Regions from separate parts of the Mus musculus genome. Here all the other regions are linked to region 1. Evidence: chromatin contacts called from public HiChIP or PLAC-seq, Micro-C and promoter capture Hi-C data. All regions are on one chromosome and are shown on one strand. The core of a region is the stretch at or near the end of the contact, and the rest is flanking DNA. Distances in the headings are between cores, read along the strand shown. Region 1 holds the start of Rapgef3 (Rap guanine nucleotide exchange factor (GEF) 3). Region 2 holds the start of Adcy6 (adenylate cyclase 6). Region 3 holds the start of 9330020H09Rik (RIKEN cDNA 9330020H09 gene). Region 4 holds the start of Kansl2 (KAT8 regulatory NSL complex subunit 2). Region 5 holds the start of Slc38a4 (solute carrier family 38, member 4). Region 6 holds the start of Olfr281 (olfactory receptor 281). Region 7 holds the start of Amigo2 (adhesion molecule with Ig like domain 2).

The links. Promoter capture Hi-C pulls out the DNA fragments that hold promoters and counts their contacts. A called contact is a pair of places that touch in the nucleus more often than the background predicts. HiChIP or PLAC-seq counts read pairs in DNA pulled down with a chosen protein or histone mark. Capture Hi-C pulls out chosen DNA fragments and counts their contacts.
Region 2: a contact with region 1 is called in a promoter capture Hi-C map of embryonic stem cells, with 4 times the contacts expected there. The contact joins the promoter of Adcy6 here to the promoter of Rapgef3 in region 1. A contact is called at or near these places in 8 of 39 promoter capture datasets (the 3T3-L1 cell line, 3T3-L1-derived adipocytes, embryonic stem cells and 4 more), 1 of 115 datasets of contacts at active chromatin or transcription factors (pancreatic cancer cells) and 1 of 9 other capture datasets (liver).
Region 3: a FOXA1 HiChIP or PLAC-seq map of pancreatic cancer cells shows a contact between it and region 1. The contact joins the promoter of 9330020H09Rik here to the promoter of Rapgef3 in region 1. A contact is called at or near these places in 1 of 39 promoter capture datasets (cranial neural crest) and 2 of 115 datasets of contacts at active chromatin or transcription factors (astrocytes and pancreatic cancer cells).
Region 4: a promoter capture Hi-C map of adipose tissue shows a contact between it and region 1. The contact joins the promoter of Kansl2 here to the promoter of Rapgef3 in region 1. A contact is called at or near these places in 2 of 39 promoter capture datasets (the 3T3-L1 cell line and pre-B cells), 2 of 115 datasets of contacts at active chromatin or transcription factors (epiblast stem cells and pancreatic cancer cells) and 1 of 9 other capture datasets (adipose tissue).
Region 5: a Micro-C map of embryonic stem cells shows a contact between it and region 1, with 2.2 times the contacts expected there. The contact joins the promoter of Slc38a4 here to the promoter of Rapgef3 in region 1. A contact is called at or near these places in 1 of 39 promoter capture datasets (the 3T3-L1 cell line), 1 of 484 Hi-C or Micro-C datasets (embryonic stem cells) and 1 of 115 datasets of contacts at active chromatin or transcription factors (embryonic stem cells).
Region 6: a promoter capture Hi-C map of stem cell-derived epiblast-like cells shows a contact between it and region 1, with 5 times the contacts expected there. The contact joins the promoter of Olfr281 here to the promoter of Rapgef3 in region 1. A contact is called at or near these places in 4 of 39 promoter capture datasets (embryonic stem cells, hippocampal neurons, liver and 1 more) and 1 of 9 other capture datasets (adipose tissue).
Region 7: a promoter capture Hi-C map of stem cell-derived epiblast-like cells shows a contact between it and region 1, with 7 times the contacts expected there. The contact joins the promoter of Amigo2 here to the promoter of Rapgef3 in region 1. A contact is called at or near these places in 14 of 39 promoter capture datasets (the 3T3-L1 cell line, the C10 cell line, the HPC-7 cell line and 8 more), 4 of 484 Hi-C or Micro-C datasets (embryonic stem cells and pro-B cells), 5 of 115 datasets of contacts at active chromatin or transcription factors (T-cell acute lymphoblastic leukemia, embryonic stem cells, forebrain and 1 more) and 3 of 9 other capture datasets (adipose tissue, embryonic stem cells and liver).

The regions. Positions count from the first base shown.
Region 1 is chr15:97,765,648-97,769,551 of GRCm38.p6, reverse strand. It overlaps Rapgef3 (Rap guanine nucleotide exchange factor (GEF) 3), which reads left to right and starts at 1,886. Exons shown (of 28, transcript NM_001177810.1): 1 at 1,886-2,157; 2 at 2,578-2,790. The coding sequence starts at 2,152. It overlaps Rapgef3os2 (a long non-coding RNA gene), which reads right to left. Exons shown (of 3, transcript XR_384421.2): 2 at 1,661-2,884; 3 at 715-1,177.
Region 2 is chr15:98,602,711-98,606,614 of GRCm38.p6, reverse strand. Adcy6 (adenylate cyclase 6) reads left to right here and starts at 1,883. Exons shown (of 21, transcript NM_001368413.1): 1 at 1,883-2,741. The coding sequence starts at 1,884.
Region 3 is chr15:98,565,120-98,569,023 of GRCm38.p6, reverse strand. 9330020H09Rik (RIKEN cDNA 9330020H09 gene) reads right to left here and starts at 1,700. Exons shown (of 2, transcript NR_028442.1): 1 at 1,499-1,700; 2 at 1-1,385. It overlaps Ccnt1 (cyclin T1), which reads left to right and starts at 1,288. Exons shown (of 9, transcript NM_009833.2): 1 at 1,288-1,548; 2 at 3,896-3,904. The coding sequence starts at 1,388.
Region 4 is chr15:98,532,349-98,536,252 of GRCm38.p6, reverse strand. It overlaps Kansl2 (KAT8 regulatory NSL complex subunit 2), which reads left to right and starts at 1,984. Exons shown (of 10, transcript NM_133714.5): 1 at 1,984-2,351; 2 at 2,477-2,735. The coding sequence starts at 2,485.
Region 5 is chr15:97,054,246-97,058,149 of GRCm38.p6, reverse strand. It overlaps Slc38a4 (solute carrier family 38, member 4), which reads left to right and starts at 2,194. Exons shown (of 16, transcript NM_027052.3): 1 at 2,194-2,295. All of the region lies in intron 1 of Gm32840 (a long non-coding RNA gene), which reads right to left.
Region 6 is chr15:98,454,537-98,458,440 of GRCm38.p6, reverse strand. It overlaps Olfr281 (olfactory receptor 281), which reads right to left and starts at 2,129. Exons shown (of 1, transcript NM_146280.1): 1 at 1,194-2,129. The coding sequence starts at 2,129. The coding sequence ends at 1,194.
Region 7 is chr15:97,245,395-97,249,298 of GRCm38.p6, reverse strand. It overlaps Amigo2 (adhesion molecule with Ig like domain 2), which reads left to right and starts at 2,012. Exons shown (of 2, transcript NM_001164602.1): 1 at 2,012-2,326; 2 at 2,702-3,904. The coding sequence starts at 2,760. Pced1b (PC-esterase domain containing 1B) reads right to left here and starts at 2,192. Exons shown (of 6, transcript NM_172293.4): 1 at 2,135-2,192.

The sequences.
Region 1 (3,904 bases), core at 637-3,136:
GAACTGGACTGCTGGTGTATCCATGAAGTGTTTGTGAGTGAATGAGTTGCCGCTGCTGCCTGCTGAACTGAACTGCCCATTTCCAACTTCCCCCATATCCTTTCTTTCCCACTACCTCTGGTGGCTGATGGGCTAAAGGCAGGTTAAAGTGTTTAAGAACCATCATTAAAAAAACCATCATTGCCGGGCGGTGGTGACACACGCCTTTAATCCCAGCACTTGGGAGGCAGAGACAGGCGGATTTCTGAGTTCGAGGCCAGCCTGGTCTTCAAAGTGAGTTCCAGGACAGCCAAGACTATACAGAGAAACCCTGTCTCAAAAAACAAAAAACAAACAAACAAAAAAAACCACCCCCCCCCAAAAGGCATTAAAAGAAGTAGTCACAGGTCCTGCTGCATCTCTTAGCATCTTTCTCCCCTGACCTAAGTGGGGCAGCAGGAATAGGAAACACCCCCTTCCTACTCCACAGTTAGTTTCAGAAAACTCTTTTGCAAGACCTACTAGGGCAGATCCAGCATCCTGACTGCGGCCACCATTTCACCTACAACTGCACATGCGAGACACTACCCACCCATCTCCTCTCCTTTTAAGCCAAGTATACGAGCTATTCTTCGAATTGTAAGGCAGACTTCTTTCTAGGTTTCCCTCTTTCCTCACAGGGGCAGAGAAATCTTCACTAGTGTGCCTCAAAGGGTGGGCACTACAGACGACCTGTTTGTTCAAAATGTTCATTCAAAGCTCAGACTTTCCATTTCATGCCAATAGGATGGAACCAGAATTTGAGGAGTTAAACCAGTCGTGCCCTTGGGGAGAGAAAAACTGTTGAGACACACACACATTTAAATTCAGTTTTTAAATGATGGTTAAAGTTCTCAGTTCTGGGTGGAAATGGGCTTAGCTATGCTGGATTTAGCCCTCTCTCCCGCTTCCTGGCTTAATGGCAGTGGGAAAGAAGAGAGGAGGCTAGAAAGCTTTAAAACGCTGGGGTGGAACCTGTGCCTTCTTCTAGACCCTCATCAATGTCCTGAGCAATCACCGGGCGCCACGGAAATCACCGTCCCTGGTCACAGTCTGTCCACTAGGAAGCAGGAGCGAGTGAGACGAAGTGCGAAGTGCCGGCCATCTGTGCGGAAGGGGCAAAGAGGCCCAGGGAGGAGGTGTGCTCTGCCTTCACCACCTAGCCGGGCATAGGGGAGCATTTGGGGGGCGGGGCATGGCCCCAAAGCCCAGGCTGTCTTTGAAACTCTGCAACAAATCCGAGTCCCGGCACAGTAAATCCAACCACTTGTCTCTCTCTCCATCTGGAATGCAGTCCCTCCCCGCCAGCCTCAATTTCCCCACCCGCGCCAGTGTATGCGTTTGGGAGGGCAAAGGTGGGAAGCCAGGCAACGAGATTCCCCCACGGGAAGGCTGCCCAGTTCCAGCCCCGGGCTGCTGGAAACCCTGAACCCAAACGGGAGGCCGGACGCCCCAGGCCAGGAAGCGGCCCCAGCCCGGATTTCCCTCCCGGGTGGGGCCGCCATGACTCACTCCCTCCCCCTTCCCTAGTTTCCTTGTTTGCATTTCTCCTCTTGGCCACGTGGCGGCGGGTGCAGCCATCACCGCCCCTAACCCGGCACCCGGGCAGCTGCAGGGGCAGATACCCTAAGGCACTTCCTACCCGCTGAGGCTTCGGGACAGGAGCTTGAACCCACTGACGTAGTCTCGGGTAGGGACTCCATCAGCTGTTGGTTCTGCCCCTTCCCCTATGCCCACCCCTACCGTAAAGCTCGTGCCTGCTCCCCGCCCCCTCGGCCTGTCCGGGGAGGGGAAGGGGCGGGCAGCGCAGGGGGTGTGACAGCTCCCGCCCGGACCAGTGCCAGCTGCAGCTTCGCTTGAACGCCCTGTGCCAGCTGGCTCTTACATCTGGGACGGAGGCGGAGGCTTGGAGTTCTTAGCCTTTGGGAAGGGGTGGGGGCTGCCCCACACCCCCAGCCCTCTATTCACCCAGGACAAACCCTATCTGCCTAGCCCTGCATCTTGCTGCTCCAGGCAACCTGTCTGACTAGGGGCTGGCCCTTCGCTGCATCTCGGGACTCACACTCATACCGCTCCAGGGATCCTGCAGCCTCTTGCTAGGGCGAGCACCGCGGTGTGAGCTGGAGAAGAAACATGAAGGTAAGGTGGGCCGGAGTCAGGGCCAAAGAAAGCTGCTGGAAAGGGCGGGAGAGGAAGCCGACACGTGGGGGAGTTTGGGTGGGAGAGAGTGGCGGGGAGGAGAATTTGAGGAAAAGCTGCTTCTGGGGATCTAGTGTGTGTACAAAGGTGGACATGCCTTCAGGACATGGGTAGTGAGGTGGGGCCGAATTCCAGCCAGAACTGAGAAGAGCCCCATCGTTGTGAGTTGAGTGGAGACCCCTAGGTGCGCCAAGCCAGCAGGACCCGGGGCAGGTCTTCCTGTCCCTCCCCCGGCTCCTGGCAGGGTTGCCGCACCTCCGCATGACCAGTCCAAGTCCAGAGGACGCTAAGCCAGGGGTGGTAGTGGGGAGGTCCAGCTCCTCCGGCCGATGGCTGTCCTCTTTCCTCCCCACATCACAGGTCAGCTGGCCAGGTGAGAACCACTGGCAGGTGGGCCCAGCTGTGGTGGAGAGTCCAGCTGTGGGGGCACCGCAGGTGGGAGGTCTCCCGGACGTGGTTCCGGAGGGCACGCTGCTCAATATGGTGTTGAAGAGAATGCACCGTCCCCGCTGCTGCTCTTACCAGCTAGTGTTCGAGCACCGGCGCCCCAGCTGCATCCAGGGACTCCGCTGGGTGAGTACCGGCCATCTGCCAGGCTGGGTCAGGGCTGGAAGAGTCGGGATTGTAGTGCTGGTGGGCCAGGCAGCTTTCTCCAGAGCAAATTCATCTGGGTGAAGAGAAGGCATTGAAGTTTGGTGGCAGTGTGTGTTTTGCTGGTCACACAATGAGCCTGTATGCCTGTATGCCCCGTGTGTATGGCATGCTGCGCTGCCCCATTCAGCCACCGGTGGGTGAGCAGGAAAGGGTTTTATCATTTATCCATCACTTCCATGTGCCAGGCATGGGCTTACATGTTTGAGTTCTTTCTGTGAGGCAGTGGGAGATGTGGGGCTAGGTCAAATGGGGGTGAAATTAGCTTGGTTACTGTTCCTGACACATCACCGTGGCAACGGTCTCCTTTTGTGAACAATTGAACTGGGCTGAATCTGTTTTTTGGCTCCTGGGGTGAGGTATTTGCGTGGATAAAGCTTGGCACCGGCCACGGGGGACTGAAGAGGTTTCAGGGTGGAGAAGGACTGCTGAAGGAAGCCAGTGAGAAAGACAGGGCTAGGGAGGGGGAAGCCAGGAACCAGGCTCCAGGCTCCAGGAGTCTTCTCTTTCCAACTACTGGGCACAACAGTCCTGTCTGTATGCTCTCTCTCTCTCTCTCTCTCTCTCTCTCCCTCTCCCTCTCCCTCTCCCTCTCTCTCTCTCTCTCTCTCTCTCTCTCTCTCTCCCTCTCTCTCTCTCTCTCTCTCTCTCTCTCTCTCTCTCTCTCTGTGTGTGTGTGTAGGGGGCAGAGGGTACTGTGTGGACGGTGGAGAGAAGACAGGAATGGGTGACAGTCTTAGAGAGGATCATCTCTCACCAGCAAGTCTTTTTGAGTAAAAAAATATCATCATTGGTTATCTCCTTTTCCTACCTTGTCCAAACACTACTTCCATTTCTAATAGAGGACACTGGGCTGAGAAAGCCCCAGGTGGGTCTAGAGGAGACCCTTGGACACTGGAGTTGAGTCCCTGCTAGCCCCTCTCTCCCTGCGTCTTTCTGATAGGGGCGGGGATGGGAGGGGAGGCTTGTCCTACCCCACAACCCTACACAGGCTCTGGGTCAGTCCAGTAGTTCCTGCTGCAATCTAGCCGGCTGG
Region 2 (3,904 bases), core at 634-3,133, 840 kb before region 1:
GGGAGGCCGTAGGACAAGCTTCACGGGCCTTTGGTGAAGAAGACATGAAATTAGGCATGTGAAAAGATATTGGAAGTTTACGACAGAGAGAAAATATAATATAGCTAGTGGCCGGCCATCCATCCGCTCAGCAAACGTTGAGGAGCAGCGGGCACCACAGGACACAACCAAACACCCAAATCTTTGGCTCTCCCAAGTTGGCACGGCTGTTAGGAGTGCCGACGAGCAAATAAGAAAAAGGAAAATTATAGAACGGCAGTTGCTGATAAGAGCTGCGGGGAGAGAGAAAAATTATAAAGCTGGGGAGGGAGATACGGAGCCCCAGGAAAGGGAGTTGCTATTTTAAAAGGCTGTGAGAGAGCAGAGCTGATAAGGGACTTGGGCTGTGACCTAAAGGAGCTCCTATTCCAGTTGGGAACAGCAAGTACCAGGGTACCAGCCTGGGCAGAGCCTGGCATACTGGGGAACAGCAGACAGGCTGGTGTGACAGGTGTGATGAGGAAGACACGGGACCTGGACTGTCAGAATTAGCTGGGTTATTAGTTATTCCATGTGGACTGCTCTAAAGCATTCATGTTCTTTCTCCTTGTCGGCTCTCCACCCAGCTCTTTGTGATACTAAGTGTGGAACCCAACGCCTTGTGTGTTCTAAACAGGCATTCTACCACTGAGCCGCACTCCCCTCCCTCCTTTCCTCCTTATTGTTTGCTCCTACGTTTATTGAGCACCTACTGTTAGCCCCAATAGCTCTGGAGATGAAGTGCTGACAAAAATAGGTATAGTTTCTACATGCACAAAGCTTGTAGTCCCCGGGACGGAGGCGTACGTTAAACGAGAAATGATTTAATTATAATGGCAATAAGTACTGTGGAGGAGATGAACAGAGGTTAAACTGGACCAAACGTAGTCTTAGGGGTGGGGCTGGGAAATTTTCCGTGAGGAAGTAACGTTTAAACTGTGACCTGTGGGAGAAATTGAATTTAGTTTGCTGAAGAGTGTGTGTGTGTGTGTGTGTGTGTGTGTGAGAGAGAGAGAGAGAGAGAGAGAGGGGGGAAGGAGGGAAGGAAGGAAGGAAGGATATGGAAAGAATCCCTTTTGTGTAGAGGTCAACGATCAACAGTTCACAGCAGAACATATTCTGTTGACAAGATGTATTAGGCTTGTGTGTAGTTTGTTTTTGTTTTGTTTTCTTTTCTGAGACAGGGTTTCTCTGTGTAGCCCTGGCTGCCCTGCAACTCACTTTGTAGACCAGGCTGGCCTCGAACTCAGAAATCTGCCTGCCTCTGCCTCCCGAGTGCTGGGATTAAAGGCGTGTGCCACCACACCCAGCTCAATTTTTTAAAATATGCTTTTATGTGCATTGGTGTTTTGCTTTCATGCATGTTTGCATGAGAAAGTCAAAGCCCCTGGAGCTGGAGCCATAAACAGTTGTAAGATCTGCTTTGTGGGTGCTAGGAATTGAACCAGAGTCCTTCAGAAGTATGGGGAGTGCTCTTAAAAACTTAGCTCTCAGATCCTTTACTTATATGGTTGCTGGGTCTTTTCCATGTGTCTGTGTTCCTTACCTTTGAGTGGGGGTGCAGCTGCCTCTCCTGGGGCAGTTTTATCAAGACGGTGGGAATGGGAACTGGTGAGATGGCTCCTCAGTTAAGAGCACTGACTGCTCTTCCGGAGGTCATGGGTTCAAGTCCCAGCAACCACATGGTGGCTCACAACCATCCACAACGAGAAGCAAGCAAGCAGGGCTGGAGCAAGAGGGAGAAGGGGGGGAAGATGGTGGGAATGAAGACCAGAGTTGTAGGAAGCGCTCAGGTCACAGGCTACTATGGTGGCTGTGGCCACGCAGTGGTATTAATACCATTCCCTGTCTCTCCTCCCAGCAGCATGTCATGGTTTAGTGGCCTCCTGGTTCCCAAAGTGGATGAACGGAAAACAGCTTGGGGGGAACGCAATGGGCAGAAGCGCCCACGCCACGCGAATCGAGCCAGTGGCTTCTGCGCACCTCGCTACATGAGCTGCCTCAAGAATGCGGAGCCACCCAGCCCCACTCCTGCAGCTCACACTCGGTGCCCCTGGCAGGATGAAGCCTTCATCAGGAGGGCGGGCCCGGGCAGGGGTGTGGAGCTGGGGCTGCGGTCAGTGGCCTTGGGGTTTGACGACACTGAGGTGACCACACCGATGGGCACAGCTGAAGTGGCACCGGATACATCGCCTCGGAGCGGTCCGTCCTGCTGGCACCGGCTTGTGCAGGTGTTCCAGTCTAAGCAGTTCCGCTCTGCCAAGCTGGAGCGGCTGTACCAGCGGTACTTCTTCCAGATGAACCAGAGCAGCCTCACGCTGCTCATGGCGGTGCTGGTGCTGCTCATGGCTGTACTGTTGACTTTCCACGCTGCGCCTGCCCAGCCTCAGCCTGCTTACGTGGCCCTGCTGACCTGTGCCTCTGTCCTTTTTGTGGTACTCATGGTGGTGTGTAACCGACACAGCTTCCGCCAGGACTCCATGTGGGTGGTGAGCTATGTGGTCCTGGGCATCCTAGCAGCCGTGCAAGTCGGGGGTGCCCTGGCAGCCAATCCACACAGCCCCTCGGCGGGCCTTTGGTGCCCCGTGTTCTTCGTCTACATCACCTACACTCTTCTTCCCATTCGCATGCGAGCCGCAGTACTCAGCGGCCTGGGCCTCTCTACTCTGCATTTGATTTTGGCCTGGCAGCTCAACAGCAGCGACCCCTTCCTTTGGAAGCAGGTAGGTGTGACAGAGTGAGGGTGGGAAAGAGAACTTGCTGATGGAGGGACACAGTATCGATATAGCCATGTCTAGATCGATCAGGCCAAGCTTCACGGGCTAGCCTCTGCTTGGGACTTGTATCAGTGAGCATTGACGAGGAACAGGTCTGTAGTGTGTCACCACAGGCCAGTCTTCAGCTCTTTGGCTTAGGTCAGTAGACATGCCATGTGCAGGTCTCCCTGACCTCTTGGTAACCTCTGAGACTCAAGCCCTGTTGTTACTCCTACGAAGAAGCAGCTGTAGGTAGTTTTGCAAAGCTTCCATAAGCAAGGCCTTTCTGCTCCTTGCCAGAAGCTGTGGCCTGTAGCCCACCATGGCCTCAAAAACAAAGAGAAAGTTGCTTGGGGCTCCTGGGGTGAGGAGCTGGGTACTTGGGCTTCATGCCCTTCCCTGCTTGGAACAGTACATACCTTTTTAACAGTAACTTTATAGCTAGTTTGTTGTGGAGCAGAGTCCCCGCAGGGCACTGTCAGACCTCTTAAAGGGACAGACCCTTCTGTGCTAGCTAGGCCCTAGGTTCTCTTCTTGGTTGCCTGAGAAGTGGGGGTTTGGGGTGAACTGCTCTTCTGGGGGAGAAGATGCTCAGGAGTGATGTGGTATCCCCCCCCCCAACTCCGTCAGACTTGCCAGAAGGTGGGTGTGTGACTCTTCTCTGCTCTCAGCTGGCCTGGCGCCCAGGGCCCAGCCCTGTGCCTGATAGATGGGGGAGGTTGGGTCTGGGAGGCCGGAACTGCCAGCCTCCTACCTCACCAAGGTGCCTGGCTTCAGTTCCACCCCATGGGGTCCCCACATTCCTGGGATAGTAGAGAAAACTCTGCTTCTCTGCCCATCTGCAGTGTCTCAGAACTGAGAACCACTTCAGGTGCCCAGTGGGGCCTGTGAGTGTTTCTGCATGGAGTAGGGGCTTGTAGCCTCCTTGGGCAATCCCTTCCCAGGTCCAGCCCCACTTGTGTCCGAAGGAAGAACTTTTTTTCTGATGCACTCACTGAGACGCCCCGAGCAGTGACTAGGCTGGGGTGGCCTCCAGAGCCTTGGCATCCATTTTTTTTTCTCACGGTAGATAGGAATGAGTGTGGTTATTTCAGTCTCTCATCCCTCTCCCCCATCCCTCTGCTGTGACT
Region 3 (3,904 bases), core at 451-2,950, 800 kb before region 1:
CCTGGTGCAGCCAGGAGGCTGAGGCGGACATCGGCCCCAGCTTGCTTTTTACAACCTCACAAAGTGGACCTGGGAGTGAGGCCAGAGCACAAATTATCTCTTGATCTCCTTCTTCTGATAATCCTCCCCAATGCAGGACACAAATTATCTCCTGATCTCCTTCGCTTGATAACCTTTCCCTACGGGGTGGGTTTCCTAGAACTACTGACCTGACGCGCAGGGGAGCTTGCATAACCTTGGGCCCTCCCTGACTGGATGTTTGGAATCTGAGCCTGCAAGCTTATCGCCTTCACTGACAAAGAGAAAAGAATGCAAAAGAAAAAAGGCCTCCAGACCTAAACGATAAACGATCGGTGGTGTCCTTGAGCGTGGCGGGGTGGTGGTGCAAGCCTTTAATCCCAGCACTCGGGCAAAACCCGACGCCCCTCTGAGCTCCAGGGATGACAAAAATAAGAAAGGAAAGAGAGAAAAAGACCCCTTTACCCGGGGCTGGAGAGATGGCTCAGCGGGTAGGGGCACTGACTACTCTTCCAGAGGTCCTGAGTTCAATTCTCAGCAACCACATGGTGTCTCACAACCATCTGTAATGGGATCCGATGCCCAATTCTGTTGTCTAAAGACCACTACAGAGTACTCATATACATAAATGAAGATAAATAAATCTTTAAAAAAAGGCCCCTTTACCCCCCCCCCCCAAACACTCAAACGAAGCTCAGTGGCGTTGATTTTATTCCTTCCAGATGATTGGCCGCAGTGAAACGGGAGGAAAGGCTGCTACAAAATAGGAGAGCGGTTTCCAAACGCGCCGGAGTTCTCCATGCCGGAGCTAAGAACCCAGGAACCTTTTAGTGGCTTTCGCGTTTCTGCACGGGGCAGGGCCACTCACTGTCTCGTCCTTTCTCGGTTTTCTGAGAGTCTCGCCTATTTCCCCTGCCACTTTTTCCGTAAGCCCGGTGTTACAAAGGGGCCTCCATCACGCACGTCCTCGGAAACTACCCAGCCAAGCGCAGCGAGCGTTAACTAGAGGCCCGCCGGTGAGGCCCCCTTACCGCAGTTCTCGCGCGGAAAGACGAGACCTTTAAAGAACGACGTCAGATAGTCCCGCCCACCTGGCGGTCACACGACCGGATCCTGCGTCCCGGCCGCCGGTCCGTTCTTAGCCGCGGACTGGCTGTGGATTCGTCTACGGGGTGTCGGAGGGGTCATTCCGGAAGTCGGCGCTGGAATCTTCGGCTTTCTGGGCGGAAGTGTGTCACAACCTCGGTGGTCGCCCCTTGGAGGAAGTTCGTCACGTCGCAGTAGTCTCGGCACGGCGGATGTGTGTCGCCGCTCCGGTGACGCTGGGAAGTGCTCGCAGCCCCCGCCGCTGCCTCTTGGTTGAAGCACTATGGAGGGAGAGAGGAAGAACAACAACAAGCGGTGGTATTTTACTCGCGAGCAGCTGGAGAACAGCCCGTCGCGTCGCTTTGGCGTGGACTCCGATAAAGAACTCTCTTACCGCCAGCAGGCGGCCAATCTCCTCCAGGACATGGGACAACGTCTGAACGTGTATCCTTTCGGCCTAGGCCATCGGCCTCGGAGTGCGTCCGGCCATGCTTCGACGTCCGGGCCGGCGACGCTGGTGGGGACAGAAGCGGGTGGGGTGGTGGCAGGAGCTGGGCGTCTAAGTTGGGAGAACCCACAATGGCGCTCGCTGGCCGAGCCACTGTTCGCGCGAGGGAAGTGAGGCGGAGTCAATTTCCCGCTCGCTCACCGGTGCCACCGGCCGGGCTGCCGACTCGTACCTCTCCTGTCTTTGTGTTTTCGCTGCTCCTTCCCAGCCCCCGTCCTCTGGATTCTGCCCTGTTTTAGTGGCTTTTGAGAGTCTTCTTTCTGCTGTGACCTAAGGCTCCGTTTAGGACGTTTCGCTATCGACTCTGCCTCCCCAAAGTGTATAAAAAGGGTTTCGGGAAATTCTGTACGCAAAGGACTTATGAAGGTGGTCTGGAATTGCTGCCCCAGTTTTGGTTCCAAGCCCGTTTCTCTCACTAGCTGGCTAACCTGTCAGATTCTCGTTTAAAACAAAATGTCCCAATGTCTGCCACCACGCTTGATATTCAAACGTTCTAGTAGCTGTTTCATGGAATTTAAGAGGAAAAAAAGATGTCAACTTAGGTTTGGGGGGAGGGGATATACAAGTTGGTATGCTTAAAGTAGTTTTCAGAATATTAAGTCCTTGCTTCTTTGGGCACTAGTGATAGTTTATTCATTAGGTTTCAAAATTTAGAGGTAATGTAGTTTAGTGATTTCCCCCCTCCCAGTTTTTCTTATGAAAATACAGTCTTGTGGCAAAACTAATAGTTTTAAAGTTCTTTCCGTTGTCCATATATATATATATTTTTTTTCTTTTTCTTTTTTTTATTTTACTTCCACTTATGTAGCATTTATTTAAGAGTGATGCTGAGGGCTAGGCCTGGTGTCCTGTGCCTTTGATCTGAGCTTTGGAGAAGTAGAAGCAGGCCAGAATTTCCATGTAAGACCCTGTCTCCAAGAAAGAAAAAAAAGTGCAGAGTTTAGGTCTCTAGTGTTTTTAAGTCTGAAGGTTGTATGTTGTATAGGTGTTCTCTTTATTGCCAGTTGTCTCCTATTGAAATCCAGTTTCCCAAGCATTTGGTCAGTGCACGATCAAACCTCTCTGAGTTTCTGTCTGTGTTTACGGCACCTTTTAAATGTGTGTTTAAGCTTGCCGCCATCATATTGTCACTTCTATGCAGACTGTTGCTGAGGTCTGTGGGAATAAGTACTCTTACGTTTTGGGGAGGTTGGAATGGTACCCGTACAAAGGAAGGCAGGGGTTTATTTTCAGTGGATGACTATCAAATGGTTTCAAAGGTTTTATACTTCAGAGGTCATGTAATATTTCCTGAAGGAATCAGAACTAAGCAGGGTGTGGTGGTGCGTACCTTGAATCCCATTGCTCAGGATGGGGAGGTGAGCAGATCTCTACTTCTGATGCCAGCCTGGTCTACACAGCACGTTTTAGGACAGTCAAGGATTCATAGAAAAACCCTGCCTTGAACACTGCCCACCCACCTCCTCACCTCCCCCACGCCCCCCCCCAAAAGAAAGTAGAACTGGAAAACTTAATTATTGAAGTTTAAGAAGGTGAGAGAGAGAAAAGTTCCAAGAGCCTAGTAAGGGAAGGCCTGGTAAATATCCTTAAAAAGTTATTTTTTGTGGGGCTAGAGAGATGGCTCAGCAGTTACAAGCACTTACTGTTTAGGCAGGGCCTATATGGCAGCCCACAGTCGTCTATAGCTGCAGTTGTAGGGTAATCTCATGCCCTCTTCTGACCTCTGTGGGCACCAGACATGCCCTTGGTGCACATACATAGAATCAGGCAAATGCTGATACACTTTAAAATTTTAAAGTTATTCTTGGCCTGACAGAATGGCCCAGCGGGTAAAGGCACTTCTCGTCAAGCCTGGTAGCCTGAATTCCATCCCTGGGACTCGGGTGGGAAGATAACCGACTCCTGCAAGTTGCCCTCTGACCACCATACTCATGCTATGGCCAAAAGTAAATGTGATGAAGTTGTCCTGAGCTAAAGGATCGTCTTTGCAGAAGGCAAGTGACAGGACAGGAAGCCTGAGGTCGTATGCAGCTTTGTTTGTACTGATTTACAACTTGCTACTTGTTTTGTTTATTCAGTCAGTAAGTTCATATTAAGTACCCGTTAGGTAGAGCACATGTTGTCAATTGGCAGTTAATTTCATTAGAGAAGGAAACGAATCTGCTGTTGGGTTGGAAGAGTTAAGTTTTACTCCCCTGTGGGATCATCTGTTTAGCTTGGCCATTTGTTACTTTGGGGGGAGATTATATTGTCTGCTTCTGAACCTTAACTCGAGCACTTCAGCTCACAACT
Region 4 (3,904 bases), core at 735-3,234, 770 kb before region 1:
AGTTTGCTGTGGAGAGATTCCTAACCAGACAAAATTCAAGAGAGTAGAGATCTGGGACTGACAACACACTTGCTGGAGTTGGCAGTCTAGCTCGGCTGACCAGCAGGCTTCAGGATCCACCTGTCTCCAGCTTCCCTCCACCCAGCACTAAAGAAGCTGAGGCAGAGCCAGGCCGTGGTGGCACACACCTTTGATCCCAGTACTTGGGAGGTAGAGGCAGGCAGATTTCTGGGTTCGAGGCCAGCCTGGTCTACAAAGTGAGTTCCAGGACAGCCAGGGCTATACAGAGAAACCCTGTCTCGGAAAAAAAAAAAAAAAGAAGCTGAGGCAGGAGAGTAGCTATTTGAGGCAAGATGGCTGTATAAGGAGATCATGTCTTAGGCACAGCAATAGGAACAGTAGCTGGTGAACATTTTTCTTATTTTTAAATGGGAGAGTTTACATCATGTACGCATGTACCTGAATTCTTATTGGTGTGAAGAGACACCAAACCACTGTAACTCTTTTTTTTCCCTTGTTTTTTTGAGACAAGGTTTCTCTGTGTAGCCCTGGCTACTCAGAGTCCTGGAACTCACTCTGTAGACCAGGCTGGCCTCGAACTCAGAAATCTGCCTGCCTCTGCCTCCCGAGTGCTGGGATTAAAGGCATGTGCGCCACCATGCCGGGCACAAATAAGTTTTTAAAAATGGTGCACTCCAGGTTCAGTGAGACAAGTCCAGATCCTGTCTTTGACCACAGAGACCCCCTTGCCTCTCTCCACAGTGTTCAGATTACTGGTGTGTGCTACCTACCGTAACCGTACCTGGTGGCTTTTTCATCTTTTGTTTTTGAGACACGGTTTCTCTGTGCAGCCCTGGCTGTCCTGGAACTGGCTTTGTAAACCAAGTTAGCCTCGAACTCGGAGATCTGCCTGCTTCTACTCTTCCCCCCCCCCCCCCCCCCCCCAGTGCTGGGGTTAAAGGAGTCTGCCACCACTACCAAGTGGGAGATACTCTCTTAAGAGAATAAGTTGGGAGGCAGAGGCAGGCGGATTTCTGAGTTCGAGGCCAGCCAGGGCTGCACAGAGAAACCCTGTCTCCAAAGGGGGGCGGGGGGGGGGGGAGAAGAAGAAGAGAATAAGGCAGAGAGCCATCGGATTTCTATAGGTGTGGTTGGAATCTTTAAAGAATCGTGAAAACGGAATAGCCTGTTTCTATAATACACTATTCGGCAGGGCGTTGAGAAGCATGCGCTATGCCAGAAGTCATTTTGATTTTCCATCACTTTATCTGTAAATAATGTCTACCTAAAAAATAATGTCTACCTCTTAGGGCTGCTCTACAAAAATTAATTAGTACATATATATGATTCATGAGATAGAAAGAGTTCGAGTGTTTACATGAAATGACCAAGAAAAAAAAATTAAATGAACTGGTTGGTCACCATAGAAAACTAATAAAACCTTTTCATGTGTAAACAGAAAACACGGTCAGCCACCGTCCACTTTTTTTCTTTTCTTTTTTTTAAGATTTATTCATATGAGTACACTGTCCCTGTCTTCTGACACTGCAGAAGAGGGCATCGGATCCCGTTAGAGTTGGTTGTGAGCCACCATGTGGTTGCTGGGAATTGAACTCAGGATCTCTAGAAGAGCAGTCGGTGCCATTTCTCCAGCCACCCCAATGTCTACTCTTCTGCTGTGTAGGGACGGTAAAGAAGTAGCTGCCCGAGAAGACTGGAGACTACTGCCACCAGAAGACGAACCCTTCAGATGGAAAAATATCCGAATCCGGCGACTGGCGGTGGCCCGCCTTTCCGACGGCCCACTCACCGGCCGAGTTTCTGACAGACACTTCACTTCAGCCACTCCCGTTGTGGAGTCTCTCACTGTCCCGCCCTCCACAGGCTAGTGTTAGTTCTGACCAATAGGAGCACAGCACCCTCAGCGCAGCAACCAATCAGCGTCTAGGGTCGCGTTCCGAGCAGGCGGAGCAGCCAGAGGGCAAGCTGCGCGGTGCCGCGCGGTGGGGGAGGTAAGATGGCGCCGTGCCGGGCGCTTCTCCTTTGCTGTTAGGCGCTGCTCGCCTTCTCTGTCAGCTCAGCGCGGCACGTCGTCTCCTGCAGCGTTGGAGCCTCTCTGGTTGCTAGGCTTTCGGGGAGCCAGGTTCTCCGGTGCCGGGAGCCGTGGGACAAGATGGCGCTTGTAGGACGACGGCCAAGGCGCTCGGGTCGGGGCTGTGAGCGCTGAGGCGGCCAGGGACAAAGGCGGCGAGCCGGGGCGTGGGGGCGGGGCGTGCCGCGCCGTTGCAGTGGTGCCGCGTGGGACAGGCGCCGCGCTTCCGGTCTGCTGCTGCGGAGATTCGGCCAACGTGGTAGGGGCCCGGGCGGCGGGCGGGTCGGTGACGGGAGGCTGGAGGGCGGCCGCGGGAGCACGCAACCAGGACTCGTGGCCGGGCTAAGGCCGTTTCGATCTGTCGTGTGACCGCCCTCCCCGCAGGTTTTGGCATGAACAGGATTCGGATTCACGTCTTGCCAACGAATCGGGGGAGGATCACCCCAGTGCCCAGGTCGCAGGAGCCCCTTTCCTGTTCGTTCACTCACCGCCCGTGCTCTCAGCCGCGGCTGGAGGGGCAGGAGTTCTGCATTAAGCACATTCTTGAAGACAAGAATGCACCCTTCAAACAATGTAGTTACGTCTCGACGAAGAATGGAAAAAGGTGCCCCAGTGCTGCCCCAAAGCCCGAGAAGAAAGATGGGTACGTGGAGAGGCGTGGGTTATATGGGTGCCTTCGGGCTCCGAGAGTCGTTCTTACTTTTCAATGCACGCCAAGCACAGGTTGTATCACCGAGCCTGCTTCAACGCCCAAACCTCCTACCGTTAGACTTTTATTACATTTCGAAGCATTTATTTCCCGTTGGTAGTTTGTTTTGTGTGGTTAGGGACACGTGGGGAGGTCAGAGGCCAATTTGCTGGAGTCGGTTTTAGTACCTCCTGGTACGGAAGGACAGACAGAAGGTTAAGCTAGGCTTGCAGAGTCACAGACTCCCCCACCCCCGGCTCCTCTTTTGAGACAGTCTCGCCCTTGCTTGGAACAGTTTTGGCAACCCTTTATGGTTTTTTAAAGAACTTTCATGTGTATGGGTGTTTGCCTGCATGTGTGTTGGTGTACCACGTTCATGCTTGAGGGGAGGGCGTTGGGTCTCCTGGAACTGGAGTGGGAGAATGTTGGTGCCACATGCTTGTCCCCTGCCTTCAGTTTTAAAGTGCAAAGGGGAACATGATGTGTAGAGTTGGTCGTATCTGCGGAGTTTTAGGTCGTGTGTTTGTAAAAAAGGTATTAAGGATATTCACTCTTTGGGAGGCAGGTCAAAACACTCAAATGCTCAGAGGTGATGATGCTGGCAGCAGTGGTGCAGGCCTTTAATCCTGGCACTTGGGAGTTCAGGCCAGCCTAGTAAAAGCATTGAATTCCAGAATTGCCAGGGCTAAACAGAACCCTGTCTCAACCCTCCCACCCCACCCCGCCAATAATGAGAACTGGAAGGCCATTTGAGGGAGAGATATTTAGTTAATCGCTTGCTGGAAAAATTAAGGTTTTGAGTTCTGATTATGGTCAGACTGATTTTAACCCTTAATTCTCCTGCCTCGGCTTCTGGAGTTCTGGGATTGCAGCTCTAAAGTCTTCTTCCTTAAACATCTATTATGAGGATTCACGTGCTGCCACACACACGTGGTCGGAGGGTAGCTTTCTGCTGTGTGGGGGGTGATGGAACTCAGGTGGTCTGTCTGGCCTTGGTGGTAGGCCCTTCTGTTTGCTGAGTCACTGAATTGGCACTCTAAGTTAATTCTTCATGCTGGAGCGCTGACTCACTTGCCAAGCCTTGTTAAGTAATGGGCACACTGTGTGTGTGTTTTGGAAGGGGC
Region 5 (3,904 bases), core at 945-3,444, 710 kb after region 1:
AGAGAGACAACCAGGCTTTTCAGTTGTGTCTGGCGTCTCCACATTACTCTGGGACCTTCTGCAACTCCAGTGAAGTGCAGTCCCCACCAAAGATGAGCGGATTGCACTTGAATCGGAATGCCAATGCTTTATAGATAAAATTAGCATAATTTCCCCTCAGCCCATAACCTGACTCGTAGTTCCAGCATATATAAATGAATAACACGTAGTTTCCTATTACACCAGGCAATGAACCATAGCTTTTGATTTTTTTTTTTTTTTTTTTTTTTGGTATGAGCTAAGGTGATTAAATAAATAGTTTATTTACAAGTTAGCTGGAGAGATGACTCAGTGTTTAAGAGCACTTGCTGCTCTTCCAGAGGACCTGAGTTTGATTCCCAGCACTCATGTGGTGGCTCACAACTCCCTGTAATCGTAGTTTCATGGGATCCGACACTACCTTCTAGCTTGAGAGCACCAGACACGCCCATGTTAGGTGTATGTGCAGGCAGAATTCCCATACACGTAAAATAAATACTTTTTAAAAAATTAAAAAGGACAAGAAAGGAAAGATGGATGCTAGGATTCCTGGTTTTGAAAAGTTGGGCAGTTATACATCTCTCGGGCATGAGCTGCTGGCATGAAGGAACTATTTGCTTTCAGCCATGTTTTTTCCCCACTGATATTCTGTTTATGGGCTTGCCTTGGCTTCTCCTGTGTCTCAGGTCAGGCCCTGAGAGATAGAAATCTTTCTCCTGCCTCAAATCCTTTTATTGTGGTCCAGCCATTATGACCTGCTAGTAGCTTACTACATACACTCCTTACGTGTTATTAAAGAGGCAATGGTGAGATAGCACAGTATAAATAAAACCCAATTTCAACAAGCTGAAGGGGACTTTAAAATTATTCTGTTATATTCTAACTCCACAAAATTGAACTTCTTGCCAGGAGAAACCAAAAGGGTGTATATATCATATTTGACCAGGATTGCTAACCTACTCTCGTGAAACTAAATATTTCTTATATATATTGTGCTTTTGGGGGGGGGGTGGTACAAAATCATGCTGTGGTAGAAGTTATATATTCTTCTGTTGCTACCCTTCTGTTGAACTGTTTTGTATAATCTGAGGTGTGTGTGTGTGTGTGTGTGTGTGTGTGTGTGTGTGTGTGTGTGTGAGAGAGAGAGAGAGAGAGAGAGAGAGAAGAGAGAAAGACAGAGACAGAGACACACATAGAGACAAGAGACATAGAGAGATCTATCACTGATGGAACGTTTTGAGTGTTCCTTATTAGCATGCAGATGTTTCTGTTGTTACATTGTTTTCTTTCTGAAGTGCCGCCATGTTCTAGTACTGTTCTAATACAGGAGCTATGAAATGGGAAGAGCTAAGTGTCCTTCCTGAAGACAGACAGTTAGACCGGCAGCTCTTCATAATTTACGTTGGGCGCGTGAGAGTTCCAAAAGCCCTGTCTGTGTCCCTGGTGGGTCTGTTAAATCTTCAGAGGCCACTTCTCCACCAGTGAACCCCTTCTGCCAAAAAAGAATGGCAACTTTTATTAAATAAACACGGACCTTCTTTGAAGCGGGAACTATGCTTAGTGTCAGAAAATGGTTTTATCAGAAAATGGTTCCATATACATATTTTTCCTTAAGACCCTCCTAGCGAGCAGAAAATGTAGTTTATTATAGCTTCCTTTGTACTCAGAATCATATTTAAACTAGGACCCCATAAGAGAATTACAGGAAAGGTTCACAAGTGGGTGACGGCAAGGTTGCCCTTGTATTGCATAGAGATTTTTACTGTGACCACCATATTCTATTTGTTTGCTTTGTGTTATGTGGTGACAGTAAGCTGTGTAGTCCGTGAAAAAGTTGTTTGTCGAATACTCTACACTGACTACTTTTACCTACTTAACGATGTAGATATATCCTGCACACAGGAAAATCCCCCCAAATAAAGAAACTTCACAGTCGAAAATGAACTCACACCAAACTCTTTGGTAACAAGACCCAGGGCGGGTGGAGGGGCCTCCATTGCTCTCTGGGCTCCAGGCTTCCCTCTAAAAGGACAGCTGGACAGCTAGACTCCACCTGGAAAGATGTTTCTGTTGACAGATCAGGTTCCTGCACTGCTATTGGTGGCTAGGCTGGAAGGGAGGGTCCTCAAGAAAGGAGATCGAGATGCTGCCCCCTATCACAGGATGGAAATTTCCACTCTTTGGGAAGCCAATAGAGAAGACGGAAGGGTCTCCCGGTCTAACCCTTGCCGCCACATCCATTGGATTCCAACCCGAAGAGGGTAGACAGAAAGGCGGGTGAGTTAAATGTGGTATATTTTCTCTTAAAAAACGACTCAGCGTGGAATTTTAGGGCTAGATCCTAACTTGTGTGTGTGTGTGTGTGTGTGTGTATGTTTGCGCGTGTGTGCGCGCGTGTATGTGTGTGCCCCCGCGCGCGCGTGGGGACAAGCGCACGTGGGGCATTCAGGTCTCGGAACTGTGTAGGGTCAAAATTTGTTGGTTGTACCTTAGAACTACAGGCTAACTGGGTTATTTCAGTGACTAGAAGTGAAGTAAACCAGGGCAGGCGGAGGGGATAGCTTGAGGGGCTTTTTTTGAAGGCTCCTATTCGAACTGTGCCTGCGTGGCCGTCTCCAGAGACTGGTGTGGGCTTGCCGACTGGAGGTCTATTGGCTCTGAGATTTTTGTTGTGGGACCTCCTTGAACGATAGCAGCTGCCTTATAAAGAGGGTCTCACCCTTCCTAGGATCTGGCTCCTCACCCTTGGGGATCGTGCCCACTAGGTGCTACCCGAGTTGCTGGAAGTGTGCCTATGACCCCCCGCCCGCCGGAGGTGGTGGGGGAACACGGGTTCAGGGTTTAAAATAGACTCGCTGGTCTCTTGATAGTTGGTAGTTGAATTTCCTGACTGTAAGCATGCTCCCGTTGTTAAATTGCCTTACGGCGAGCAGATCAGCATGCTCCCGGAGTGCGAACTCTAAGGCTTGGGGACTCTAAGGAGTCCCAAGAGCCTGGAGCAAAGTGAGAATTTGATTTAGAGCCGAGACTGCTTCCCACATGGTGGGATCGGGGATCCGCCACACCCAACAGCTCGTAGGCGCCGAAACCCCGCGGTAGGGTGGGGGTCGCGGGCATGAATGGAGGACTTCAGAGGAGAGGGAAACTGACCGTGGAGTAGTTGGGAGGAGACAACTTGGTCAACCAGAAGGAACTCCTTTTGCCTTGAGGCACTGAGCAGGGACAGACAGCTGAAAAGGCGTAGGTGGCTCTTCAGGGTATCAGTTCCTGGGGACGGACCCTCGTGGGGATCGGTCTGAGGTTCCCGTGGAGGGATCGGTCTGGGGTTCCCATGGAGGGACCCTCGTGGGGATTGGTCTGGGGTTCCCGTGAAGGGACCCTCTTGGAGATCGGGTTGGGGTTCCCGTGGAGGGACCCTCGCGGGGATCGGGCTGGGGTTCCCGTGGAGGGACCCTCGTGGGGATCGGGCTGGGGTTCCCGTGGAAGGACCCTCACGGGGATCGGGCTGGGGTTCCCGTGGAGGGACCCTCGCGGGGATCGGGTTGGGGTTCCCGTGGAGAGACCCTCGCGGGGATCGGGCTGGGGTTCCCGTGGAGGGACCCTCGCGGGGATCGGGTTGGGGTTCCTGTGAACCGATCCTCGCGGGGATTGGGCTGGAGTTCCATGGACGGACCCTCGTGGCGAGCCACAGGGAAAGGTGGCTAGAAAAACTCTTCCATGTATACCAGAGCCTGTGATGCTTCCTTCAGCACTGCTGACCCAGTTGGAGGAAGAGGGGCGAGCTGAACCTGAGACTTAAGCAAGGATGATTAGGGATGAATTCCTAGGCAGTGGCCACACGCCTAGAGGGTTTTTTTGAGCCTCTGGGCTGGTGCTTAGAGATCGG
Region 6 (3,904 bases), core at 880-3,379, 690 kb before region 1:
TATATTCCCAACCTTGGCTGCCTCTGGAACACAGCTTGTGTGTACCAACCCTGAGGCATGTTCCTAGAAGGCCTGGGATGCTGATCTCTTCTTAATCATAGCCAGTTCTTCAACTCCAGGTAACCAGCATCCATTGTCCCAGCAAAGCAAAGGTCTTACTTTAGTGGTTCTGGTCTCTTGTTAATCACAGCTGATTCTTCAGCTCCAGATGATCAGACCATACACTCTTTACACAAATGTCCCTGCAGAGTCCTTGCTTCCCTCTGAAACTCCAGAAGCTGGGTGTCTGTCTTCTGCACTGCTCTTAATCGTTTTCCAAGATCCCACAAAACAGCCCACTGAGCTCTCAACATTCAATTGCTTTTCTAGCCCAAAGTTTTAAAGTCCTTGCATAACCCTCCCTGAAGCAAGACTGTCAGGTCTGTCACAGCAATACCCTGTGGGCATGGTATCAATTTCTGTTCTAGTTAGGGTTACTATTGCTCTGATGAAACACCACGACTAAACTTGGGGAGAAAGGGCCTATTTCAGCTTATACTTCCAGGTAACAGTCTATTACTGAAGGAAGTCAGGGCAGGATCTCAGACAGGGCAGGATCTTGGAGGCTGGAGCTGATGCAGAGGCCATGGAGAGGTGCTGCTTACTGACTTGCTCCTCATGGCTTGCTCAGCCTGCTTTTCTGTACAGAACCCAGGACACCCCCACCCCCACTAATAGTAACTACAGAACATAAGGTCATGAAATTTAGATTGGGGACATGGGAGGAGTTGGAGGGAGAGAGGAGAGATAGAAATGATATAAATTCAATATCAAATTCTTAAAAAAATAAATTAAAAATGCATGAAGTTGGGGATGGGGTGGTGGTATGGATGTTGAAGAAGTGAGAAGAAAGAGTAAGGGTGAATATGATCAGAAAACATCGAATGAACTCAAAATTAATAGAAATATTTTAAAAATAAGGTATCAATTTAGGGGTTATAACTCTCCACTGTGTAACTTAGGAAGAAAGTTGTAGAAACATTAGAGAACAAAGCAAAGAAAGGAGAGGTTGTATAATACTTATCTAAACACAGTTTTATATACTTTTTCATTGTTAACCTAGCCAGGGAGAGCGGTATAGGCCTCCCTTTAAGTCAGTGGTCTAAAAAACGCTTGGCCACATTGAATCATCCTGCCATTCCGGGCCTTTGCAGTCACTCCAAGTATCGCAGGCACTTCCCTAATGTCCTTCTCACAGCGGCCTTCACCTCCTGGTTCTTCAGGCTGTAGATGAGGGGATTTAGCATGGGCGTGACTGCGCTGTACTGCAAGGAAGAGAGCAAGTCCAGAGAAGAGCCAGATGTGGGCATAAGATAACGAATCAAGCCGGACCCGAAAAACAGGACCACGGCTATGAGGTGAGAAGAGCAGGTGTTAAACGCCTTGCTTCTCCCCGTGGTGGATTCCATGCTCAGCACGGTGGATACAATGCGGGCATAAGAAAAGAAGATTGGGAGAAAGGTCCCCAGCCCGTGCAGCAGGGTAGAGCAGATCAAGATGTCCACGTTGATGGAGATATCTGAGCAAGACAAAGGAAAGAGAGAGGGTAACTCACACGTGTAGTGGTGTATGGTGTAGGCCTCGCAGAAGTCCAGGTTCACCGCCAAGAGCACAATGACTACTGAACTGAGAGAGGCCAGGCCCCATGAGAGCAAAACCAACTTCAGACAGAGTTCGTTGCTCATCATCTGCCCATAGAGTAGCGGGTGGCAGACAGCCGCGTAGCGGTCGTACGCCATCATTGACAGAAGAAAGGCTTCGGTTCCCGCAGTGATGAACACGAAGAAGACCTGAGCCAGGCAGCCCTCTACAGAGATGGTTTTCTTAGCAGACAGCAGGTCCTTCAGCAGCTTCGGTACCGTGACGGATGAGAAGCAGAGATCCAGGAAGGACAGGTTACTTAGGAAGAAGTACATGGGCGTGTGGAGGTGGGAGTCAGCCGTGATCACCAGCAGCATCGTCAGGTTCCCCGTCATGGTGAGGACGTAAATCCCCAGGAACAGCGCGAAAAGTAGAGCCTGGATCAGGGGGTCGTCAGAGAGCCCGGTGAGAACGAACTCCGTGATGACGCTGTGGTTGCTCCAGGCCATTTGTGGATGGCACGTCCTTGGGATAAAGTAGAAAGAGATGACATCTCTAATCATGTGACCATGTCCTTTAGGGTCCCTCTGCTTTGTCTGGACTCTGCCCAGGCATCTTAGAGCTGCCCTTACCTGTATCTCTGTTGAAGTTTCAGATCCTGTTAGCTCATCATTGATTTCAGGTCACAGTGCTCACAAGCTTCAAGGGACTGCTATCTGCTCCTCACCGGCATTTACAGGAAAAGAGAGTGTCTCTGCACCCTCCGCTTACTCAGACACTTAGCTCCTACTGCACTCTTTACGGTTCAGAAACTTAAAGATGTGTAGCACATATTTGCAGAGACTATTCTCCTCTGTCTGTCTGTCTGTCTGTCTGCCTGCCTGCCTGTTTGTCTGTCTGTCTCTGTCTCTCTAACTCTGTCTTTCTGTTTTGCTGTCTCTCTGTCTGCCTCTCTGTCTCTTTCTGTCTCTGTCTCTCTTTTGTTCAAAGTCATTCAATGTCTCCTTACCACGGCCAACTCCATTAAGTACCGTGGACACACAGTTCCTGGGGTCATGACCTCACAGTGGCAGGTGAAAATGTATTTCTATAAGATTAGAAGAAGATGGGTGTGGTGGTGAAGACTTAGATCTCAGCACTTTAGAAGCTAAGGCAGGAGGATCGCTATGAGTTCCGGGCCACTTTGGCTAATCTCAGGTATGAAATAAAAAGTTACCTAAAAAAAAAAAAAAAAAAAAAAAAAAAAAAAAAAAAAAAAAAGAAAAGAAAAAAGAAAAAACAAAAGAGAAAGAAAGAAAGAAAGAAAGAGAGAGAAGGAACCATGGGTATAATGAGACTACTTTTAGTTATCTTTATGACAGTGAAGTCATAAAATATAAATTAAGTTTTTATGTAAAAGCAGCTGGTGTGTACGGAAGTCCCAGGGACCTCATACACCGCACACTTCACTTCCTCAGTCACTGTCTCGGCTGATTTCAAAGAAAATCCGAACCTGGGAGAATAGCTAGACACTTCTTATCCCTAGACAGAGCCCCCCCACCCATATTTTTCCTGTGAGAATTTTGATACCCAAGGATATTTCTGTAATGCCAGCATGGCAACTTGTAAAAGAGCAATAAATTAATGACACAATTTTCCTTTGGTTGTCATCTCAACGTCTAGCTTGTATCACAGTGACAATGACAAGCTAGGATTTCTTACTATGATATGTGTGCATCTTTAATCTTTTAGCCATTCTGCTTATTTTTGACGTAAAGAGATTTGCTTCTTTTTCTGTCATTGTTTGCATTTCCTGCCACTTTAAATATACCCTCCTTTTAATTTCACGAATCTAAACTTCCATGGGTTTCTTAACATCACCTAAAAGACTACTTAAAAAATATAGCCTATCTTGGTGACTTCCTTTTTCAGCCCACAATTTCTCTAGCTTTAGTCTGTGTTTTCCCTTCCTCGTGGCAAACACATATTTCTGTTTCCATCTCTAGACTGTGATACAGACCATAATATAACAACGTTCTCAAAGCATCGCGATCTTTCTCATCAACAGACACTCGTTCCGTGCCATTTCAGAGCAGACCCCCCCCATGCTGCTCTGGAAGCCCCCACTCTGTGCCCCTCGACAGCACTGACGCCCAGCAGAAGTCTTGCTGATCTTGTCAAAGCTCCTGAATGTTAAGGATGCTCTTCTCCACAGAGCGTTTCCTGCAAACCACCCAACACCCTCCGATGCCCTCCGTTTTGGAGAGGCTTCAAATGGTACAGCCATTAGCTCAGAGTACTGCTT
Region 7 (3,904 bases), core at 763-3,262, 520 kb after region 1:
TGGGTTCTCCTCTAGAGGCAGGACTGAGCAAGAGGTATGACCTTGGACAGCCAATCTCTATAATTGTGGGTTCAATTTCATTTGAGAAAGGCGCCCCATTTAGGTATTTTGTTATAGCAACCGAACATTGACTAACATGGTGGAGATCCATGAGGTGATAAAGGTTATCAAATAAATAAACCTGAAAAAAAAACATTACCTTCCGCAAAGTAAGGCCATACCTTTTGCTATTACTGAAGTCAGCTTTCTTGTCTCCAGGCTAGTAAACACACACCTTTCATGCCTCTCTTGCCTTTGACATGCATGGGAGTCCAGAGAGCTGGTCTTATATAGACCTGCCCCCTGCGAGTTTGTGTACAGCTGGTTTATGCTGTGGGGTGATGGCAAGATACTTCTGAGAGTTGCCTGCAGGTATAGCATAACTTCCACTCTCCACTTCTTAAAAAAAAAAAAAACCACCCATTTTAGATCATTTTGTGATAAGCACGGGTTAACCAGCTTCCCAATTTCCTTCCATTTAGGACTGCAAAACCCAGTCACTTACTGGTCATTTAAATAACATTCCTTTGATTACCTGACTCCATTTCCAGGTGACCGCTCAGCTTTGTGACTTTGAGCCTTAAACCCGAGGTTTTCTTGGGGGAAGCCCGGGGGTTGGGGGTGTGCGTGTGGTCTGATAGGAATCTTAAACCTATTTCTCTGGGGAAATGAAGAATGCACCCCTGGAGCACACTAGGCTGGATGCTTGTGGTTTTAAAAGTCAATCTTTAGTGAAAGTGAAACTAACAGGAACCAAGTTGCCCTCCCTTGAAAACCCTGAATCGCTGAGCTCTCCCGGAACCAGTCCACATTAACGCAACACACAGGTCCATCAGATCCATGCCAAAAACTCACTCAGGAAGTTTTCCGATAAATTTAAGGATGCCGTGGGGGGGGGGGGGGATCATTTTGGTTTTTAAAGTTGTATTCATGTGCTCTGCCCTCACTGTCTCCCCAATTTTGTCTACCTTTCATTGGCTCCCTAAGCCCTTCTACTGTGGCTAGCATGGTTTTTTAGGGACAGTAATTTATTTCTTTTAATCCGTACACAACGGCCAAATGGATCACTTGGCTCAGTCAAATCCCATCGTTTAAGCCTTTAAACAAGAATGGATTTGTAATCGAAAAGCCCACCAGCTTCAAGCTCTCTCCCTCATTTTCACATGGCCTTGTTCAGCTTGTGCCTTCCGAGAATGCTAGCTCAGTCTACTGGAGCCCTGGTGGCTGTAGGGCCTCTAGGGGACAAGTCCTTCTGCGTAGCCACCCCTACCGAATTAATCCTAGTCCTGAAGCCGCCAGCGCGACTCTGGATTTTTTTTGTTTTTGTTTTTTTTGTTTATTTTTTTTAAAGGCTAATGCCCTTATCTGTGCATTCCAACCGGAAGCCTTCTTTCCTGCCCCTTTGCTTCTAGAGCTGGGCCCGGTGCCTCGGGCCGCCGTCTCCGAGTTAGGAAAAGGGCTCGAACTTTCCCAGGGAACCGGGGGGCGTCCCCGCGGCGCCTCCGCACCCCCTCCCCCCGCAAAGCCCCGGTGGTGCCCGAGGGAACGCGCCGCGGCCCTCGCTCCTGTCCTCCTCCTCCTCCTCCAAACCCGGGCGGGGACCCCAGCAAGCACCCGGTGCACAGCGCCCGCCAGGCCCCTCGCCCCAGCCCCTAAAGCCAGGCTCCGAGATCGGGGTGGGGTGCCACCTGCGGGCCACCGCCCGCGGGCTCCGGCGCGCGGCACCCCGGCACCCTGGGCGGCTCCCTACCGGGCTGGGCGGCTCCCCCGCGGGCGCGGGGCGAGGGGCGCGGGGCCTGGGGGTGCAGAGTCGCAGGCCTCGCTGCGGTCCCACCCGGCCGAGAGGCGGCGCGGAGCCCGCACGGGGCCGCCTCTGCGATTGGCTGCGCCCCCCCTCCCCTGCTCCGCCCGCCGCGGCGCCCGAGGAGCGAGGACGCGGGGACCCGCCTCCCGCCCGCTCCCGACCCCGGGCGCACGGGATAAAAGGCGGGCGGCGGGCGCGGGAGCCCGGGCCCTGCAGCCTGCGAGCGCCACCGGCGGGCCGGCTTCCCCCGCCGCCCACCCCGCTCCCGGCGCGGCCGAGCTCCGGCGGTACCTGCAGCCGAGCGAGAGAGCCGGGGAGCCCGCGCCGCTGCCTCGAAACTCGCCAAAGTTGAGAGGCTGCCGCCCACCGGGAGCTGGAGGGAAGGTGCGAGCGCGCGGGGCGCAAACCGGCAGGCGGACGCGCGGACCTTCCGAGCGCACCGCCGTCGGCGGCCTCTCCGAGCCGCTGCGGCTTCCCAGCGCTGTGAGTGGTCGGCTAGACCGACGGCTGGCTAAGTATTTCCGTTCAATTGTTTATGGGATGCGATTGTGTGTTTTTGTGTGTGTCGGTGGAGGGAGTTAAGGCAGAATGCATCCTTTAGAAACAAAAACACACAAAAAAGCCTGAGTTTCTCATGCTGAGACTGTCGCATTGAGAGAAGGTACCTGGAAATCTCACTGAGTTGGAGTAATCTAGGAAAAATGCATATAACAGGTTCTTTATTAAAAAGCCACCCCTGTTGGAGATGGAACCCATTTCAAAAGTTAATTGGAATGAAAGCAATTACGGAATAACTCTAACGGGTTAACTAGTGGCAGTTAACTTGTACTTTTCTCCCGTTTTAAATGTTGTTACCAGATTGGTGGGAGACTGAGCTGATGAGAAGCGACTGGCAAGAGACTCAGAGGCGACCATAATGTCGTTAAGGTTCCACACACTGCCCACCCTGCCTAGAGCTGTCAAACCGGGTTGCAGAGAGCTGCTGTGTCTGTTGGTGATCGCAGTGATGGTGAGCCCCAGCGCCTCAGGAATGTGCCCCACTGCTTGCATCTGTGCCACCGACATTGTCAGCTGCACCAACAAAAACCTATCTAAGGTGCCCGGGAACCTTTTCAGACTGATTAAAAGACTGGATCTGAGCTATAACAGAATCGGACTGTTGGATGCCGACTGGATCCCGGTGTCGTTTGTCAAGCTGAGCACCTTAATTCTTCGCCACAACAACATCACCAGCATCTCCACGGGCAGTTTCTCCACAACCCCAAATTTAAAGTGTCTGGACTTATCATCCAATAGGCTGAAGTCGGTAAAGAGTGCCACATTCCAAGAGCTGAAGGCTCTGGAAGTACTGCTGCTGTACAACAACCACATTTCCTATCTGGACCCCGCAGCGTTCGGGGGGCTTTCCCACTTGCAGAAACTCTATCTGAGTGGGAACTTTCTCACACAGTTCCCTATGGATTTGTATACTGGGAGGTTCAAGCTGGCTGATCTGACATTTTTAGATGTTTCCTATAATCGAATCCCTTCCATACCGATGCACCATATAAACTTAGTGCCGGGGAGACAGCTGAGAGGCATCTACCTTCACGGGAACCCATTTGTATGTGACTGTTCTCTGTACTCGTTGCTGATCTTTTGGTACCGTAGGCACTTTAGCTCCGTGATGGATTTTAAGAATGACTATACCTGTCGCCTGTGGTCTGACTCCAGGCACTCCCACCAGCTGCAGCTGCTCCAGGAGAGCTTTCTGAACTGTTCTTACAGCGTTATCAACGGCTCCTTCCACGCACTTGGCTTTATCCACGAGGCTCAGGTTGGGGAGAGGGCGATCGTCCACTGTGACAGCAAGACTGGCAATGGAAATACTGATTTCATCTGGGTCGGTCCCGATAACAGGCTGCTGGAGCCAGATAAAGACATGGGGAACTTTCGTGTGTTTTACAACGGAAGTCTGGTCATAGAGAACCCTGGCTTTGAGGACGCCGGGGTATATTCTTGTATCGCAATGAACAGGCAGCGGCTGTTAAACGAGACGGTGGATATCATGATCAACGTGAG